2 separate regions of the Bombyx mori genome follow, and region 2 is linked to region 1. The links are chromatin contacts, called in public Hi-C maps. All regions are on one chromosome and are shown on one strand. Each heading gives the region's core, a stretch centred on a gene start, on an enhancer-like site or on the middle of the called end of the contact. The rest is flanking DNA. Distances are from core to core; before and after follow the strand shown. Region 1 overlaps LOC101745556 (glypican-4). Region 2 holds the start of LOC101745556 (glypican-4).

What was found. Hi-C and Micro-C count contacts between places; a contact is called where the count stands out from the background.
Region 2: a contact with region 1 is called in a Hi-C map of midgut, with 1.7 times the contacts expected there. The contact joins the promoter of LOC101745556 here to the enhancer-like site in region 1. A contact is called at or near these places in 2 of 7 Hi-C or Micro-C datasets (midgut and whole pupa).

The regions. Positions count from the first base shown.
Region 1 is chr15:15,785,326-15,788,214 of ASM3026992v2, forward strand. The region is part of intron 2 of LOC101745556 (glypican-4); the gene reads right to left. Among protein-coding and RNA genes, the nearest start is that of LOC101745556, 61 kb to the right of the region's middle. Within about 2 kb of position 1,601, at least 1 of the 8 cell types and tissues checked has open chromatin away from gene starts, as enhancers often do.
Region 2 is chr15:15,846,116-15,848,823 of ASM3026992v2, forward strand. It overlaps LOC101745556 (glypican-4), which reads right to left and starts at 1,258. Exons shown (of 12, transcript XM_004923048.5): 1 at 1,181-1,258; 2 at 623-1,082. The coding sequence starts at 773. It overlaps LOC101738730 (probable pseudouridine-5'-phosphatase), which reads left to right and starts at 1,782. Exons shown (of 4, transcript XM_004923003.5): 1 at 1,782-2,250; 2 at 2,539-2,708. The coding sequence starts at 2,127.

The DNA.
Region 1 (2,889 bases), core at 351-2,850:
TATTACTGAATTTGAAAATTTCCCATTTTCTAACTATACTAACAACAACGATTGTGGTTGTGGCACAATCTCATGTTGCAAATTGGTTACGTTTTTATTTGGACTAGAGGTCCCGCAGTAGTCGAAATTCGACTATAATTAATTGGAATTGTAAGTTTGTACACTATTATGATTGTATTTTATACTTCTTAATCACAAATTTCGCCAAGGCTACTTTATAAAAAAATATTAATAAAGACAAACAATATTTAATCTATTCTCAATTTGACCACAGACGTCAAGAACAAAAGTTTGACAATAAATAGTATACATGCGTGTGTGCGTCAAATACATAGTATGTAGTGTGTGTAATGTTTTCTTTATTGATTTAATGTATCTTTTATGCATTATTTTAAAAAAATATTAGCATTGTGCACTTCTTCTCTATATTCTCTATAAGTGTGGAAATTTTCATACTCCTTCGTCCGCGCAATTTTCGTAAAAAGGGAACAAAGTTTTTGCTTCACGTATTAATATATAGATACACGAGATACTTTGACTCGAAGTCATTCGCTTTGGTAAAATAGTCCGGATCCCTACCCGCGAGGAGGGTTTACGTTTACTCCAAAATGAGTTCCATGAAGAAAGAAAACAAGCCAACGAGCCATGTCATTCGTCTCTTTGAAAAACATTAAAGAACCCTCTTTCCTCTGAGCGCAATTAAATTCTCAATCGTGGGACGTAATCAAAAACGCTTATAACACCCTCTTTAGGAAATTTTCGGGGCGATCCTTTTTAGCGCGGGGCGTGAAGTTGGCGCGAGGCCAAGGGCCCAAAAGCTAATTTACGAACGGGCCGCGAAACGACAAGGAGATTTAGTCGTTACATCAACGACGAAAGGCTTAAATTTGCATTCATAATTACACCTTAAAATCGGTGTTCCGAAAAGCTTTTAATGTTAACGTAAATAATTATTTGATAAGACTCTGGGTTTGGGTCAGCACCGTCCCGTCTTGATGGAGGTCACGTTATACTCGGAGGTGGGGCGTTTAAGGGGCTTTACATATTTCCAAAGATCGAAGTTGACTTACTTATAAAATTTATATGAGTACCCTACTTAAGTGCATTAAGAAGATTTGAGAAGTTTTAAGTCCATTATTTAGTTCTTCTTCCTAATTTGAAAAGTTACAATACAATTTAACGAGTGCCATTCGATTCCACTCATAACCTAGTATGCGTGTTGGTCAACCAGTATGCTTAGTGCGAATTTTTTAACATTTCTTTAACGTAAAAGTTCAGTAAAAAACAGCGTCCCTAGCGGCAAACGTTCCAAGTCATACAAATTTGAGTTAACTTTTACGCTATCGACAGCGTTAAAAAACTCACACTAAGCACACAGGAAGCTGCGGATTCGAGATTGTATGTATCTTACAAACATTTATGTTTTCTAAAAATTGTCTTCATATATGCGCATTTTAAGTACCCACACAAAATGTGAAGATTGTATGAATTCAGCATTCATAGAGTTAAATGTGAAAAATAGAAACCAATACACTTAGATACTGTGTGCTAACATACTGACTGTTTAGAATCGAAGTGTCTACTTCAACGAGGCGAACAGTATAAGGATGTATGCTCACGGCTCTTATTAGCAGGGTTTTTTCCCCTACCTATACTGATAGCCTTGTGAGGCTATTTCAGCTTCTCCTTGACGTGTAGGAGAGCTCACTGGGCTCTAACCGGGAGTGTTGCTAACACTGGCCCTAGCAAGAGCAGTGCTTCGCAGAATCTACCACCGCATCGGAAACGAGACCCGCTGTGGAAGATCCGGCGAGAAACTCAGTGGGCTGTGTCTATGGGTTAATTCACTCGTCGAGCCCTTCGTCGCAAGCGACGGTGACCGGAGTTGATGGTATTAACAATCACATGACTGGCGGCTACATTTAGAAAATCCATTGTCAGCGAACGTCAGTGAGAAAACATCGAAATCAGAAGTGAAGTCAAACCATAGAGTCAAATTGTGTGATTGACATTGTTTCTTGTCACACGAAAAAACACTGACCACAATATTAAAGAACAAAATGAACACTAGCATCTGTTCTGAAATAAAAAATCGAAAAGAGAGAGAGGGCACATATTGTGTACTTATGTATTTTTTTTATTGCCTTTGTAGGCTAACGTCGCTGACGAGCATACGGCGTACCTGATGGTAAGTGGTTAACGTCGCTCATGGACGTCAGCAATGCCAGGGGCAGAGCCAAGCCGCTGCTTATTAAATGATGACAACTACATATCGACGCTTGAAAGGCAAACGTGACTAAGCGACAATAACTGCTTTATACATAAATGATAGGCAATAACCATATTCGATGCGCAAAAAATATATATTTCTAGGTCTATTAAAATCATTTCAATCCTACAGCTAGATTCGTTAAAATATAAATTTTTTCAGGTATTTCAACTTTAAATTAGTCTACTGTAAATTTCAAGCATTGTCGCTTAGTCAAGTTTGCCTTTCAAGCGTCGATATGTACTATGACGACAAAGTTCAAGGCACAATATAATATATCATATCGTATTTCGTGCACATGGTAACGGAAAAAGCACAACCTACAAAATATGCGAATAGAAACTTTTTTTTTTTTTATACAGCTAACAAATACGATCAGAATTGTGAAAGCGGCCCAACCTAGGCCCAACCATAAAATTGACTATTCGTATCTTTCGTGCAAGTCAAGAGACTGTTTACAAACTTCAACCCGAACTCGCAATGTGCTCGGCGCGGCCGTAACACTTGAGCGCCGTCGGTATTTAAGATTAACAGGAGCGGAAACGTTGATTGTACTGCCACTTGAAGCTGTGATAATGATGAGCTAAAGTGGACATAAAATAACAGCGATTTTGTTAGTA
Region 2 (2,708 bases), core at 8-2,507, 60 kb after region 1:
CGTTTCCTTTTTTTTTTGTCAAGATTCCAGAATATTTTATACAATGCATGGGCATCTCTATTTTTATGTCTCAGGTAAAAAAGGACAGCGTGCCATTAACGGTTCGATTGTTCTACGCTGCATTCGTTTCAAGACAATGCATCTTTTTAACAAATTTTTACTTTAGGAACTTGACTGATTAAATTTTAAAATTAAATAGTTTGGATTTTATACAAAGCGATTTAATAAACGATTTCGAACAAACAATATTTACATGTAGTTCTAATCAAAGAATCATACTTTAAATTAAAAAAAAGCTTTATTACATTATTATCAAAGTTTTACTTGCTGTTAGAAGGTAGGTACAACATCAACATACAAACAAACACGAGTCTGGCGATTTAACAAAACTACTGTTCTCGTTTTAGCGATAAAGCATTTTTCTTCAGAGAATAAATTTTCTTTTGAAGTGATTAAAATAAACCACACTGAGCTACACTTTACGCCGCTTTACCGTTAATGTGCTTTAAAATAGAATATCTGTAACATGTGTTTCGTTTGCGAAAGCATGTTAACAACAACCATATCATGTACTATCATTATCATTATCACATTCAGCTGTAGAGCGGCGCGTGATTCTCACCTGAGTTTGGCTGCGGTTGAATATCTACCATCGCGGACATCCCTTTCTTTTCAAACATATTTTTCACATTTGTACACGAAATTTCCGTATCGGCAGCATTGGCTCCCGCCAAAAAACACACAGTCAAAAGAAATAGTATAAGACTCTTCATATTGAATCCGAAAATCGATTTTTTGTTAAGCGACAGTTCGATACGACAACACTCTCTCACATCCGTTTTAGTGATTTTCAAGAATATAATTTAATTATTAGAAACACAAATTTAACCCTAAGTCCATTAATTAAATTATTAAAAACTAATATCTTGAAATTATTTTACGATACAAGAGATGCCACACGCAACCCGCGACCGTTCAACTGCGATCCATGATGGTCGCAGCCCGACTGTATTGTACTGTACGACTGAAGTCAGCCGAAAGCGAGCTTCGAAGCATTGCCAGCTTGTAGTTTTGCTATGTTACTAAAATACGAATTAAATTACAATTTCAATTCACAAGTTGAAAATTAATTAATATGAAAATTAAAAGTTGATTACAAAATATTTTTTTCTATACTTACATCATTTGTTGTTCGCATCACCTATAGTCGGATTTTTTATTAGACGAAGTCAACTGACGTTTACTGTGTTGTCAGGTTCTGATGAAATAAAAATAGTGTTGTGACAAATTGAATGATTGAAAAAACTCCTGAATTAATGAAATTGCCTCGATTGTCTAGTGAATAGTTGGTGTGCCGAATTGCCGATATCGGGTACGGGGTTTGAATTTTAGGCGTGCTTTGTACATACCAATGAGTTTTCGACGAAATATTATGTTCCTATAGTATCTACCTGTACTGAATACCGAGTGTTTTAAACATTAAGAAAAACATTGCGAGGAAGCTTGTAAGACTGTCCTATTTCCAATACATCATATAGTTGAAATTATAGATGTATAAAATATAACAATTATAGGTATGTAATGAAAATAAAAAAAACTAATTGTAGTTACATACTACTAGTAACATATATTGGAGCACTTTAATACAATTTTATTGTAAAATATAAATAATATTCTTTTATAGTTTGAAATTAATGATTAACTCTTGACACTCATTGTTCATTCATGTGATTGAACGAGAACTGAACGCATCACTATTACTTTAAATATAGTAACATTATTTCACAAAGTGACATTAGCTACTGTCAGTTGGCTTCGTCTAATTAAAAATCCGACTATAATTTATTTCCTTTCCACAGAGTAGTGTAACTGTTACAGATTCCTACTGTAAAGTGCAGAATGGATAAACTAACTTAAAGTAGGTAAAGAATAGGTTTGCATATGCAGACAAAGTTCAGTCTGAATATAATATTCCGTTTATTTTAATTAATTAATTCACACTACGAAAAGTTTTCGAAAGGATTATTGAGTCAATCTAAGAAACTAATATTTACCTAATGAGATACTGTTTGGTTTTAGTTAATTATTAATTATTTAGTTGTTGTATTTACGTAACTGGTTCAATCATGAGGTTTAATTTATTGAGAATAGTAAGAACGGTTCCTAAAGCTGTTGGCGCGCGATGCTACTCGACGAATAATTTTAAGACCGTCACCCACTGTATATTTGATATGGACGGTTTGTTATTAGGTATGTATGTATGTTTGTATAATTTTATTATTTTTTATGTTATTACATTGAAATAAACCATATCATACCAAAAAATAAAACTAGTTTAAAAGAGCATATAAACTAATAACATCTCGAATGAAGACATTGAAATAAAAAGCATTTTTAACTAACAAAATAACATTTTTTTATATTTTTTTTATATATAGTCCTAATTGTTTATATAATATAAATTTCATTTTGAATTAGATGTAGCATATAGTTGTGAAAGCAAGGTAAAATAACCATTAAAACATTTTCAATTTCCAGACACCGAGCAAGTTTACAAAAAAATGATAACGCAACTTTGTGCGCAATATGGCCACACATACACCAATGAGCTCATGATGAAGATCTTGGGTGGTACAGAGCAACGACTCTCTGAAATCCTCTGTAAAGAACTGAACTTACCAGTGACTCCTACAGAATTTAGAGATCAA